2 separate regions of the Mus musculus genome follow, and region 1 is linked to region 2. A link is a contact called in public HiCAR-type data. All regions are on one chromosome and are shown on one strand. Each heading gives the region's core, a stretch centred on a gene start, on an enhancer-like site or on the middle of the called end of the contact. The rest is flanking DNA. Distances are from core to core; before and after follow the strand shown.

Region 1 (5,794 bases), core at 2,273-4,772, 180 kb before region 2:
TAGCCAGCCTAGCTTATTTGGCGAGTTTGAGGTCAGAGAACCTATTTTTGTCTTTTTAAAAAAGTGCCTAGCACCTAAGAAACAAACAAAAACGTGTTGTCTTCTGGTTTCTACATGCATGAGAACACAAAAAAATATGTGGATACACTTGTTAGGGTCTTGTGCAGCGGACTCCAGTACCACCCAGCTGACCATCTTTGTTGTTGAGCTGCCGATGGTCATTTTTCTACTTGGTCAAACATGGCCTTTTCCCCACACCAGGCTTGGTTTACTGCCCAGAGGCTCTCTTGAGGCCAAGGAACAGAAGTCTAGACCCATGCTTGCCATGACCTAGGAAGGCGGCTCCCTGAGACCGACAACCTTCTGATACCCCATTGTTCCTAGTGGCCAATACAGCTTTGCTTTCACTCTGGTATGGTTAGACTTTGGGCAGCACATGGTTGACCTGCTAGTGAGCCCTGTCCCCCACTGAGCTGGCAGACTGGCCTCTGAATTCTTCTGCCCCACAGAACCCTTTGTAAAGGGCTTTTCTTGTATGGTCACTTCAGCCTGTAGACTTATCCCGGAACTGCAAGGTGTTGGGAAAGACCCCTGTGATCAGAGAGTGTCAACTTATAGATAAGGAGGGACCCCAGCATCCAGTGCTGGAGACTGATAGACTCCCAAAGCTAGATGTTTGAGCCCATAAGCCAACTCTTTCTCAATAAAGTTTGTTTTGTGCAAGATGAGGTGACTGTAAAAGGTTGTGTGTGTAGTTCTGGGAGGTCAGGGTGCCTGCCGCTCACATGGCAGACACTCTTACAGTGTGCTTCTAACTGACAAGGTCCCTTTATTATTCCAACACCGGAAGCTGAGTTCTGGAACAGGCTTGTTAATGTGGTGGATTATGGGCAAATGCCCTGTGGTGGTACACGGGATATAGGTAAATGTGAGAAGGGCCTTGGGTTTCCTGTTGCAGATGTTTGAAGGGGGCCTTGAGGCTCTCCAGGGACCATGTGGGGGAGATGGGAGAGGAGGCTACCCCTCATATAGGTCCTGTGGCCCAGCTGCCTTGGAGCAGAGGAACAGCAGGTTGCTGATAGGGTAATGACAACCCAGGGTGGGTGACTTTACCAAGGGATGGGGCTTTTGATGTTTCTGTGATTCTCCCAGTGGTTGGGGAAATAGCCAGCCCATCAGGCCTGTTCCGGTAAAGGCCAGGTGATGAGATGATCACATAAATCAGTCTTGGGTTTCTCCAAGCTGATTGGTGTGCTGTGATGGTAGGTGTGCCCCGCATGGGGTAAGGAAGAGGAAAGTGGTTAAGTGCTACTGTGCATGCCTAGGCTGTGCCTAGGAACTAACATAAGAACTTTGCTCTTCAGTACCTCTATCTTCCCACCAACATGGCTGGGATACCATGCAGAACCTCTACATGGGAACCAAATATTTTGTTAATTTCCTGTTAGTTCAGGCTTTCTTGGGGCTTCCTAAAAGCTGGTGATCTCAGCCCTGGCTGGGCAGCTGTTGCAGGACTGACACCCTCTTCTACAGCCTTGCGGTGCTTAGTATAGCCTCTGCTTGCTTCTTGTGATGTAGTCTTTATCCAACTTTCTGGGTTTTTTTTTTTTTTTCTTTTTTCCAAGTCCTTTGCAATCCCTACTTGGTAGGTTTGCACTCTTGACAGGTAGGCAGAGCTTGCTTTGAGCCACAGTTGTTTAGCACAAGTCCTTGGACCTGGGCAGCCACACTGCCCCATCAGCAAGATCATACATGTATGATTCGGCCACAATCATGTACTGCCTGGAGAGCAGAGGCCCTTTATTAGGTGGGAGAGTTGAATGAAGACAGTGGGGCAGGGGGGTTCTGTGATAGCCACTGTAGGAACTGGCAAGGCCTGGAGTCCACCTGGCACAGTGGGAGACACTGGACCTGCAGGTAGAACACAGCATCTGGGCTGGCTTGGAACTGCTACAGCCAGGACAGCTAGGGGCTCCAGCATTACTGGAGCCAAGTGGGGAAAGCAGCTCTCAGAAGCCAAGTTCTCTGCCAACCTGGGGTAGACACCCTTTTGACACTGAGGGTTAAAGTGACCAGACTGAGAAGTGAGGTATGGTGCTGTCCCTTCAGTGGGCTTCACAGCACTGCCATAAAACCCAAGGATGCCACAGGGTGAGGACCTGGCATTCTGCTGTGGGTGTGGACAGAGTAGGGGCAGCCAAGGGTAGGGCAGTGGAGACATATGGTGGTTGGGCACTGGGAAGCTGCCTGGGAAGTGTTCTTGGAAGGCTGTCCCCGAGCTTCTGGAGGACACACGTGCACTCTCCAAGAAGAGGCTGGAGAGCACCCCTGCTGCTGTGGCCTTAGGTACTGCGTCTGCTACCTAGGTTGGTCAGCCTGGGGGTTAAAGAGGACTGCAGTGAGGTGCTGCTTTGCTGGGTCCTCTGTCCTCCCCTCCTGCGGTGACAGGAAAGCAGTCTGGCTTTAAGATATAGCAAATAGAGATGGCCAGCCAGGCCAGTGCAAGTGTAAACTGTGGGATCAGTTGTCACTTGGTCAGCTATCTGTCAGGCAGCAGGCCACACTGTCGTCTGTGGCTCACAGAGGGGAAGCTGGCTTGAAAACAGAAACATTAACCCTTTGACAGAATAGTGGTGTTCCTTCCTGCCTCAGCCTCCACCACAGGTTGCAGACGGAGCATGTCACAGAAGTCTTCAGTTCTATCCCAGGTGGGTAACTCTGGGTGGCTGCTCTCTTTCATCATCAGATGCCCCTGTTTGGTGGTAAGATATGGGTGTGAGCACTGATGGTTGCAGGTTTTCATTAGACCTTAGCAGGTGTGGGTGCATGTAATCTGCATTTGTAAGGCAGAGGCAGGAAGACCCTGAGCTCAAGGTCGTCCAATGGGTCCACACAGCAGGGTCTGGGGCAGCCACAGCTACACAGTGAGACCATGTTTCAAAATAGAATCCTGGGCTGGAGAGATGGCTCAGTGGTTAAAAGCACCCTCTGTTCTTCCAGAGGTCCTGAGTTCAATTCCCAGCAACCACATGGTGGCTCACAGATGGTATCTGTAATGGGATCTGGTGCCCTCTTCTGGTGTGTCTGAAGTCAGCTACAGTGTACTCACATACATAAAATAAATAAATAAATCTTTAAAAAAAAAAGGAAAAGAAAAAGAAACCCCCCCACCCACCAGAACCCACACTTTAAATTCCCCAAAGCATAAGGGACCCAGGTATATTCTTGTTTTTCCCTCTATCATATGGTAAGAAACTTTCACAGAGCAGCATGTATCCTCTCAGCTCGCTCTTACACCATGGGTGGGGAGAAACATCAGGTAGGAGTTACTTCTGTCTCTGAGGTCCCTGAGTCGTAGGCTGGGACCCATGCGAGGCAAGCGTCCCCAACCCAGAGCCACCAATCTTTTTGTTTTGTTTGAGACATGGTCTCATTCTGCCTCAGCTTCCTGAGCACAGATTACACACGAGCCACCACACCCAGCCACCACACCCAGCCACAGCCATCTCTGATAAACTCTCTCCCTTGGGGCTGCTGCTGGTACTGCATGAAGGTGTGGCTCATTGGCAAGCACAGCAAGCTGACCTCTGGCACTAAGTGACCCCTGCCCCTGAGTGACCTTTCAGTGTTGTTGGTCAGTCCGGCACTCCTCGGGTCAAGGGAAGAGCCCCTCACAGATCCTGCGTGTGTCTTCGGGGGCCGTCACTGTGTAGCCCACAGTTCTGGGGTCTGTGAAGATCTCATGGTCATTGCCACCCTGCAGAGAAACAACAGAAGCAGTGGGCTAGGCCTTGTCTTGCTCTATGGCTACTGCAACCCTGACGCTCCCATCTTAGAGAGGTTTCTGCACTTAATCTTCCCTTGGTTTCCAAGGCTGACATTTTAGCAGCAATGAGCAAGTTGTCTAACCTTCTTGTGAACTGCAATCGAGCTCAGAAAAGGTAATTATGCTCACGATCGTCATCAGGCTGCCTTTGTGAAGATCTGTCTAAGGCTCGTTTTTTCTTGTGAAAAGACAGTAAATGACAGTATCTCACAGCTATCAATTTGTCTTTGTGCCCACACTTCTTCTGCAAGTCACAGGAGCGTTGGTGGGTAGGCAGCCTAGAGTGGGGCTGCTTATGCCCTGTGACAATGAACATGGCTGCTCAGTCTGCCCACTGCCACTGGCCACATAGGACAACTGAGCACTTGAAGTGTGGCCAGTAAGAGAGGGAAGTGAATTGAGTTATTCAATTGTGTGGTATGTGTGTTTATGCATGCATAGGCGGAGGTTGACTGCGTGTCTTTCTCAGTTGTCTCCATCTTCTTGAGACAGGTCTTTCACTGAGCCAGCTAGATTACCTGGCTAGAGAGTCCTAGATCTACTCGTCTCTGCCTCTCCAGTGACCATAAACCATCTCCCCGGCTCTGAGCTTATTCTACCATCATCATGAGCACCAGCATCAGCATCTTGAGGAAGTTAGGCTTCATAACCAGGCTAGTCTCAAATTTAAGAGCTCTGCTTTAGCCTCCCTAGGGCTGGGATTACAGACACAGGCCACTGTCATGACACTGCAATGGCCCAGTAACAGTATCCGAGCAGACAGGAAGAAAGAAGGCAGGGTGGGGACTACAAAGTAGGCAGCAGTCTGAGTGAGTCCAGCAGCAGGTAGAGAGATCTGCACAGGAGTCTCAGAGGAAGTCTCAAGTGGGATGGGCGTCTGTAAGCACAGGACCTCTGTAGAAAGCACACAGCAGGCACTTGGAAGCATCCACTGCAAAACACACAGGGACTGACTTCATATCCCGCCTCGGCCCTTACCATCTGAGCGTCAGTCAGCAAACCAATCCCTCTTACTCCTTTCAAAACTGGAAAGAGTAAGAGTTACTGCCCTAAACTTGCCCTAAACCTTGGATTCTATGAACAGCAAAATGTCCTGGTTGAATCAGCGCAGGCAGTGACTGCCCACTGTGAGGCTGTGCCCGGAGCACCCCTCTCCTGAGAACCACATGCAGAGCGAGAGCTGCAGCTGGCTGCACATTCTTTCACTTTTGCAGACCTCCTCCCCCCCATGTGATCAACCCTGCCTCTTTAGAGCAGGGGAATGGCTTTAAACTGACATAGCTCAGCTATAAACCAGAATACAAAAGAGAACAAGCTGTGTGTGTGCATGTGTGAGAGAGTGAAAGAGAGAGAGAGAAGAGGAGAGACAGAGAAAGAGAGATGAGAAAGAGGAAAGAGAGGAGAGAGACAGAGAGGAAAGAGATGAGAAAGAGAGAAGAGAGACAGGGAGGAGGAATACGAGACAGAATCCCATTACTTAGCTCAGGTTGACTTCCAACATGCAATTCTCCAGTCTCTGCCTCCCAAGTGTTAGGATTATAGGAATATACCACCACACCTGGATTCACTTAATAAAAACATGATTCAAAGCAGTGGTAATGCAAGAGGTAAACCGAGTAGCAAACCCTCGAGTCCTATCAGCTTCATTGCATTTTCATCTGCGAAGTTCCAGCAAGGCGTCTAGATGGCATTCCCATACCACATGGGGCTGGGTCGTGATTGCAGAGAAGCCTGTTGTGTGAACATTCTGGGAGAATGGTTGTGCTGTTATTCTACCCTCAGAACAAGGCTGCTTTGCTTCAGAGCTGGCTGGCTTGGAGCACTGTCACAGCTCCTTGGACTAGGTCTATTATCTGGTCAGAGAGCTACATTGTTGTGAAAAACTGGACACGTTTAAGCAGACGCAGACATCTGATCCCAGCTATTCTGATAACCAGTTCCCCAAAGAAACAAACTCAATGCTGTCCT
Region 2 (5,565 bases), core at 1,345-3,844:
ATCTATGAATAATATAACATCTACCTAATAAAAGACTATCTACTCAATAGTAGAGACCATCTACTTACTACTGAGACCATCTATCTAATAGTAGAGATTGTCTGTTTAATAATAGACACGCAGCTGGGCGGTGGTGGTGTAGATGCTTTTAATTCCAGCACTCAGGCTGAGGCAGAGCTCTGTGGCTCTGAAGTCAGCATGGCCTACAGAGTGAGTTCCAGGACAGCCATGGCTACACAGAGAAACCCTGTCTCGAAATCAAAACAAACAAACAAACAACGCTCCCCAAAATAGAGTCCCTATATATAATAGATCATTTGCCTAATAACAGACTATATTCCTAATAGAGACCACCTACCTAATAATGGAGACTATCAAATAATATATACCCATCTATCTAAGAGACCATCTATCTAATAAGAGACCATATATTTAATAATGTATTATCTAGCAATCATCTATTAATACATATTATCTATCTTATCCAGTAAAGCATATTACCTACTATCTACTATCTATCTATCTATCTATCTATCCATCTATGATTTCTCCTTTGAATTCTCTTAAAAGTGAACTGAAGACAACATGACATTTTACTACTGAATTCTTTCATTACCTGTCTCTGAGGAATACTTTCCTATATAACTATATACTACAATTAGAAACCATATCCAAGCCACAGTGGTTGCAAACAGGAAGGCTTTCCTTCCAACTAACTGTTCTACCTCACCACAGAGCACCAGCGGAAGTCTGACGGGCCTCGAAGCTGGGCAACTAGGTATAAACTCTGGTCCCCCACCTCCCAGCTACAGACCTCGGGGGGAATCACTTTCCTCTCTGGACCTGCTCTATCAGCCATATTGCCACCTTGCAGGAGTGTGGGAGTGGGGTGAGGTGTGGGAAAAGCTCTGAGCAGAGTCTTTGAATTACAACAGGTGTGAAATAGCGGCGACTTCTTTGCCACGAGGTTGGTTTCATGTGTTTGGCCCAAACCTGCCCTTCTCCAGTGCCTACAGGGACAATTCCTACGTGGTTGGTGTGCTTACGGTGAGTCAAACTCTTAGGAGCCTCCATTTGTTTTCAAACTGGAAGATGGAAACGGTTTAATTTTATTATCATAATTCAGATGTCTTCATGCTCTAACTGCCCACAGCTGGAGCTTTGTATATGGATGAGTGCCAGGGAACGGCAATGGCGCCAACCCAGAAAGTTCTTCTCCGAGTTTGCTTTGTTTCCCTCCACAGCATGATAAGCCAGCGAAAACGTAAGCGGGTAAGCAGGTGTGAACTGGGGCTGGGAATGAAACCAATGTGGGATTTCATGTGAATGAAATCAAAGAAGTACTCAGCCTTCAGCAAAACCACTGGCAACAAAAATCAGACATGATTCAGGCAGAGGAAACACAGCCTAGCCCTAACCACCTACTGGTTCGAGGTAGACTGGCTCCCCTAGTTCTGAATGGAAGACAAGATTTGGCTTTTGGTTTTGGTCCAAAAAATCCTCTCTGCCATCTTTGGGAACACTGACCATGAATAAGAGGATAGAATGTGTTGTTATGGTACACAAATTTACACCTCAGAGGATGCATGTTCATTGTTCATTCTGTAAGTGGGAATTATATGAGGACCAAATCGTCTAACATATAGGTGGAAAACAAATTCTCTACTAACCTCTGGTCGACTTCGTCTACTTAAAAGTATGAATGAAGCAGGTTTCCCAGGAAATGTGGCCTGAGAGAGAAGTCCCAGGTCATGAGCCTCCTTTAAGGGTTTCGCCTGGGAATCAGCATTCTGGAAATAGGGAGGCACTGAGGCCTGTGTGAGGATTAAACGTGACAACCGTCCCTTTCAGGGATCATCAGTAACTTGTAAGTAGCTACAGGATCATGTTTATAGAAAAGTGTCCCGGGGAGATGGCTAGAGACCTTGAGACAGTTTCTCTACTTAGAAAATGCATGGTATAGAGAGGTGTCCAGTTTCTCCTAGGTACTGCTGGAAAAGCAGTCCCAGGTTTCATGTTGCAAATTCATTCCGGTAGGGGAGCTGGCAGGTCGTCTAGGCAATTCCGAGACGGCAGAGTTGGATTCCCAAGAATTCTTCAAGGGTTACAGCCACTGTTATTCCCCAAACCAGTCTACCGGGGTGGACAGAACTCCCCTCCTCCCAGGCAGGTGGATGCACACCCACTGGACAATCAAAACTTAGGAGCTGGGAGAGGGAACGCCAGGAAGCTGGAGGGCGCAGGGCTCAGAGGTGCAGGAAAGGGCTGGCCACGCGCGCAGGGCGGCGTCAGCGGCTCCAGGGACCTCCTCCATTAGCGGCCAGTCACTCTGAAGAAGCCAGTCGCTAACCCGGCCTCTCCTTCCCTTCCTAATCCGAGACAGAGTGGGACTGCCTCACCCAGCACGGAAACCGAGACGTCCCATACAGAAAGGGAAACTGAGGCTGAGGGTTCAGACTTCAAGGTCGTGTAAGCTTGGCTCTCAAAGCCAAGATGCTCCCTGGGTTCTTCCCGGTCCCGCCCCCTCTCCCGGGCTCTTACCCGCCATGACACTGGTCTGAAGTCCCACGCGGAACCCTAGCCATGGGGCTCAGGAAGCCGCCATGACGGACAGCTTGCGCAGGCGCGGTCCAAGCGCCGGCTCGGGTCGCGCATGCGCACGCGGCGGCAGCCGCTAGCTAACACCTGATGCTCTCGCTCAGCCCTGTGGCGGCCACTGGAGGCTCAGCTGTCACCTGGTCGGATTGCTCATATGGCCGTCCAGAGTGGGGACGCCTCTGCACTTCGGTGTTTGGAATCCCTCCTGTAAAAAATTTAAATATGGCTAAGAATCTCAGCGGTGTAGAGAGCCCAGCACAAGAAAAAAAAGTTAAATAATTTGCTTTAAGTGTTAGAGTCATTAAAGATCAGAGTCCTAATAAGCTGTATTTAACCATTGTTCCTAAGTATGCCCAGGAAACAATTAATAGGCAAAAGCAGAAGACAAAAACATACAATGACCCACCCAAGTACATGTTTCGGGCACCGATAGGATATTTATGTTTAAGTAGAGTGCTATAGTTATGCATAGCTAAGCAGTCCTGGTCTGGGTATGGTACTGCCCATCATTGCTCCATCCTTTTTTTTTTTTTTTTTTTTTTTTTTTTTTTTTTTGGCTTCAATCTATCCTGCAAGGAGTTTTGAAAAGTTGTAATTCTCTTCCTGGAAGACAGTGACTCATCTGTTTGGTCCCTGGTATTAACCTTTATCTCCTCCCAGCTTGGGACTGTTGGGGAAAATCAAAATTTGGGGGTTGACTGTTTCAATAATCTGATAGCCAAAGGGAGGGGCACAAGTGTGTTACGTTTAGAATATCCTTATTCCGGCAAGGCAGGCAGGCTGGAGGATCACTCAGCCACTAAGTGGTGAGGATTCAAATTGGAGGGTGAGGGATCCGGAGTGTGTTAGCCAGCATGCCCCTTGTTTCTTCCCAGTGTTATGTATACCCTGCGTTTAGCATCCTTACAAGCAATTGGCAGGACTAACGGATCTAGTCATCAAGTCTCCAGTAACGATGATCCCGGATCTTTCTAAGTTGGAGTCTAGCATAAAATGAAATAGGACACAAATATTACACCTTAGGTAAACCTTATCCTGTTCAGAATGCTGAGAATGGTAAGTGCTTAAGGTTGGAGGCTGTATTTAGTCACTTATTTTTGTGGCTGTGATAAATACTCAGGAAAAACCACTTAAGGAAATAATGACTTCTTTTGTCTCATGCTTTCAGAAACCACCTAAGGAAATAATGACTTCTTTTGTCTCATGCTTTCAGAGGTCCAGCATTGCTAGCTCCATTGCTTTGGAACTGTGGGAGCTAGAGCACAGGTAATGGGAGGCCAAGCGCTAGACCCAAAGGCTCAATGACATATTGTCTCCAGCTAGGCTCCACCTCCAGAGGGTTCCACCCACTGGATTATAAATCTAACAGTGGATGAATCTACCCATGAAGGCGTCTGATCCCTATGATCCCACACAGGGGCTAACACAGGCTCACACTGAAATCCCCACCTCTGATCAACACTTGCATAGGGGCCAGGCTTTGAATACATGCTCACTTCTGGGTACACTTTGATCTAAACTGTAGCCGAGGCAAATGTGAATCTCATGTCCTCTATTTGCTTTCCGCTTGCCCCCTGGATTATCTGAACGTTAGGGCTCAAAGAAGAAGTGTGGCCAATTGCAGAAGATGGGGCAGAGAGAGCCCATGGACACTCCAGGCTCCGGGTGAATTCTCATCTCTTTTCCCTAGAAGCAGAGCAGAATGAAGTGACCATCAAGGCCACATCTTCCTTGTAAGTAAAGCATCAAGTTTCTGGGCTATCCCAAACTGCCTCGACCAACTTTCAGAAGCCACTGCTTTCTGTTGCTATTTTCCTGATGGCTACACAATGCTGAGCAGACACCTCCCCACACCAAGACACATGGATGTAGAGAGTCAGGCAGGCATAGCAACACATGCAGATGAGCACACGTGTATATTCTGCCAGGATAGAAGCACACTAGTGTGATCATGGGAAATTTTTATTCTAAGCAAATATCTATCAAAGAAAAGAAGGCTATCAGAATGTCTCCTAGGTGTGGGACATGAGGGAAGAGGTTACATCAGACAAGTCTCTGCTCTCATGATACTTCTGTTCTGCTGGGGAAGGGCCAGAGAACAAGCAGATATATTTTAAAAGTACAGAGTGCTGGATAGAGAGTTGGGGAATGGAGAATGGTCAGGTGGCCTGGGAAGGCCAGGTTGTATGTCAGGAGGAGCAGGGGCTGAAGGAAGCAAGGAAGGAGAGAGCTGGGCAAAGTATTTAGCAGAGATGATTCCGATTCTCCCTGGGTAGGCCGGGCTTTGATGGTTTTCTCTGGACTGCCCATATGTGTTAAGTAGCTGAGCAGAGAAAATGTAGTGGTCTGGGCAGCTTGTCAGTGTGATCCTGAGGCATTTAATGCCTTTTCAGCTTCCTATCGTTTTCAGAGACATGTTTAACCCCCTGCTCCCAGCCCTGTTAACCGTTCCAGCTTCACTTCCTTACACGTCCTTCATAACCATGGGCAGCATCCATTTCCTTCTTCTTCCATAACTGTGTAAGACCTCCCCAGACTTTAAAAACCACGCTTCCCTGCTTCCCTTGCAACGAACATGGCCTATAGCTAATGGGAATAACGGGAAGTGAGAGAATGTGGCATGGGATAGTTCTTGGGAATTTTCCCTTAAGAGGAGATGAGGATGGCTGAGATTAAAGCTTAATGAAGAGCACTTGCCTAGCATCCATGAGGCTCTGGTTTCCTCCTCACTACTGAGAGCTGGGAAGGGGGTGGAGGCTAGAAGGGAGGAACTGACTTATTTTTTTGCTTCCCTCCCTCCCTCTGTCCTTGTGGTTCTCCTACCACAGTCTCTCAAGTAGCTAGGATTAGAAGCTCAGATCAGCTGAGCGCTCTCTCTCTCTCTCTCTCTCTCTCTCTCTCTCTCTCTCTCTCTCTCTCTCTCTCGGTTGGTTGTTGAGATAGGGTCACGTAATCCTCACTGTCCTC

What was found. HiCAR-type assays count read pairs that join an accessible place to other places.
Region 1: a HiCAR-type map of embryonic stem cells shows a contact between it and region 2, with 3 times the contacts expected there. The contact joins the enhancer-like site here to the promoter of Mettl22 in region 2. A contact is called at or near these places in 14 of 39 promoter capture datasets (the C10 cell line, the HPC-7 cell line, HPC-7-derived erythroid cells and 11 more), 4 of 484 Hi-C or Micro-C datasets (8-cell embryo, embryonic fibroblasts, germline stem cells and 1 more), 18 of 115 datasets of contacts at active chromatin or transcription factors (the 230-238 cell line, acute myeloid leukemia, craniofacial prominence and 9 more) and 3 of 9 other capture datasets (adipose tissue, liver and pancreatic islet).

The regions. Positions count from the first base shown.
Region 1 is chr16:8,653,514-8,659,307 of GRCm38.p6, reverse strand. It overlaps Pmm2 (phosphomannomutase 2), which reads right to left. Exons shown (of 9, transcript NM_016881.3): 8 at 3,620-3,757; 9 at 1,700-2,752. The coding sequence ends at 3,656. Carhsp1 (calcium regulated heat stable protein 1) reads left to right here. Exons shown (of 4, transcript NM_025821.2): 4 at 1-721. Among named protein-coding and RNA genes, the nearest start is that of Carhsp1, 16 kb to the left of the region's middle. Within about 2 kb of position 3,522, at least 34 of the 459 cell types and tissues checked have an H3K27ac peak or open chromatin away from gene starts, as enhancers often do. A contact at or near this core is called in 8-cell embryo and embryonic stem cells, where this site is marked.
Region 2 is chr16:8,467,842-8,473,406 of GRCm38.p6, reverse strand. It overlaps Mettl22 (methyltransferase like 22), which reads right to left and starts at 2,594. Exons shown (of 11, transcript NM_146247.1): 1 at 2,542-2,594. Gm30012 (a long non-coding RNA gene) reads left to right here and starts at 2,256. Exons shown (of 5, transcript XR_384641.4): 1 at 2,256-2,464; 2 at 3,812-3,864; 3 at 4,193-4,331.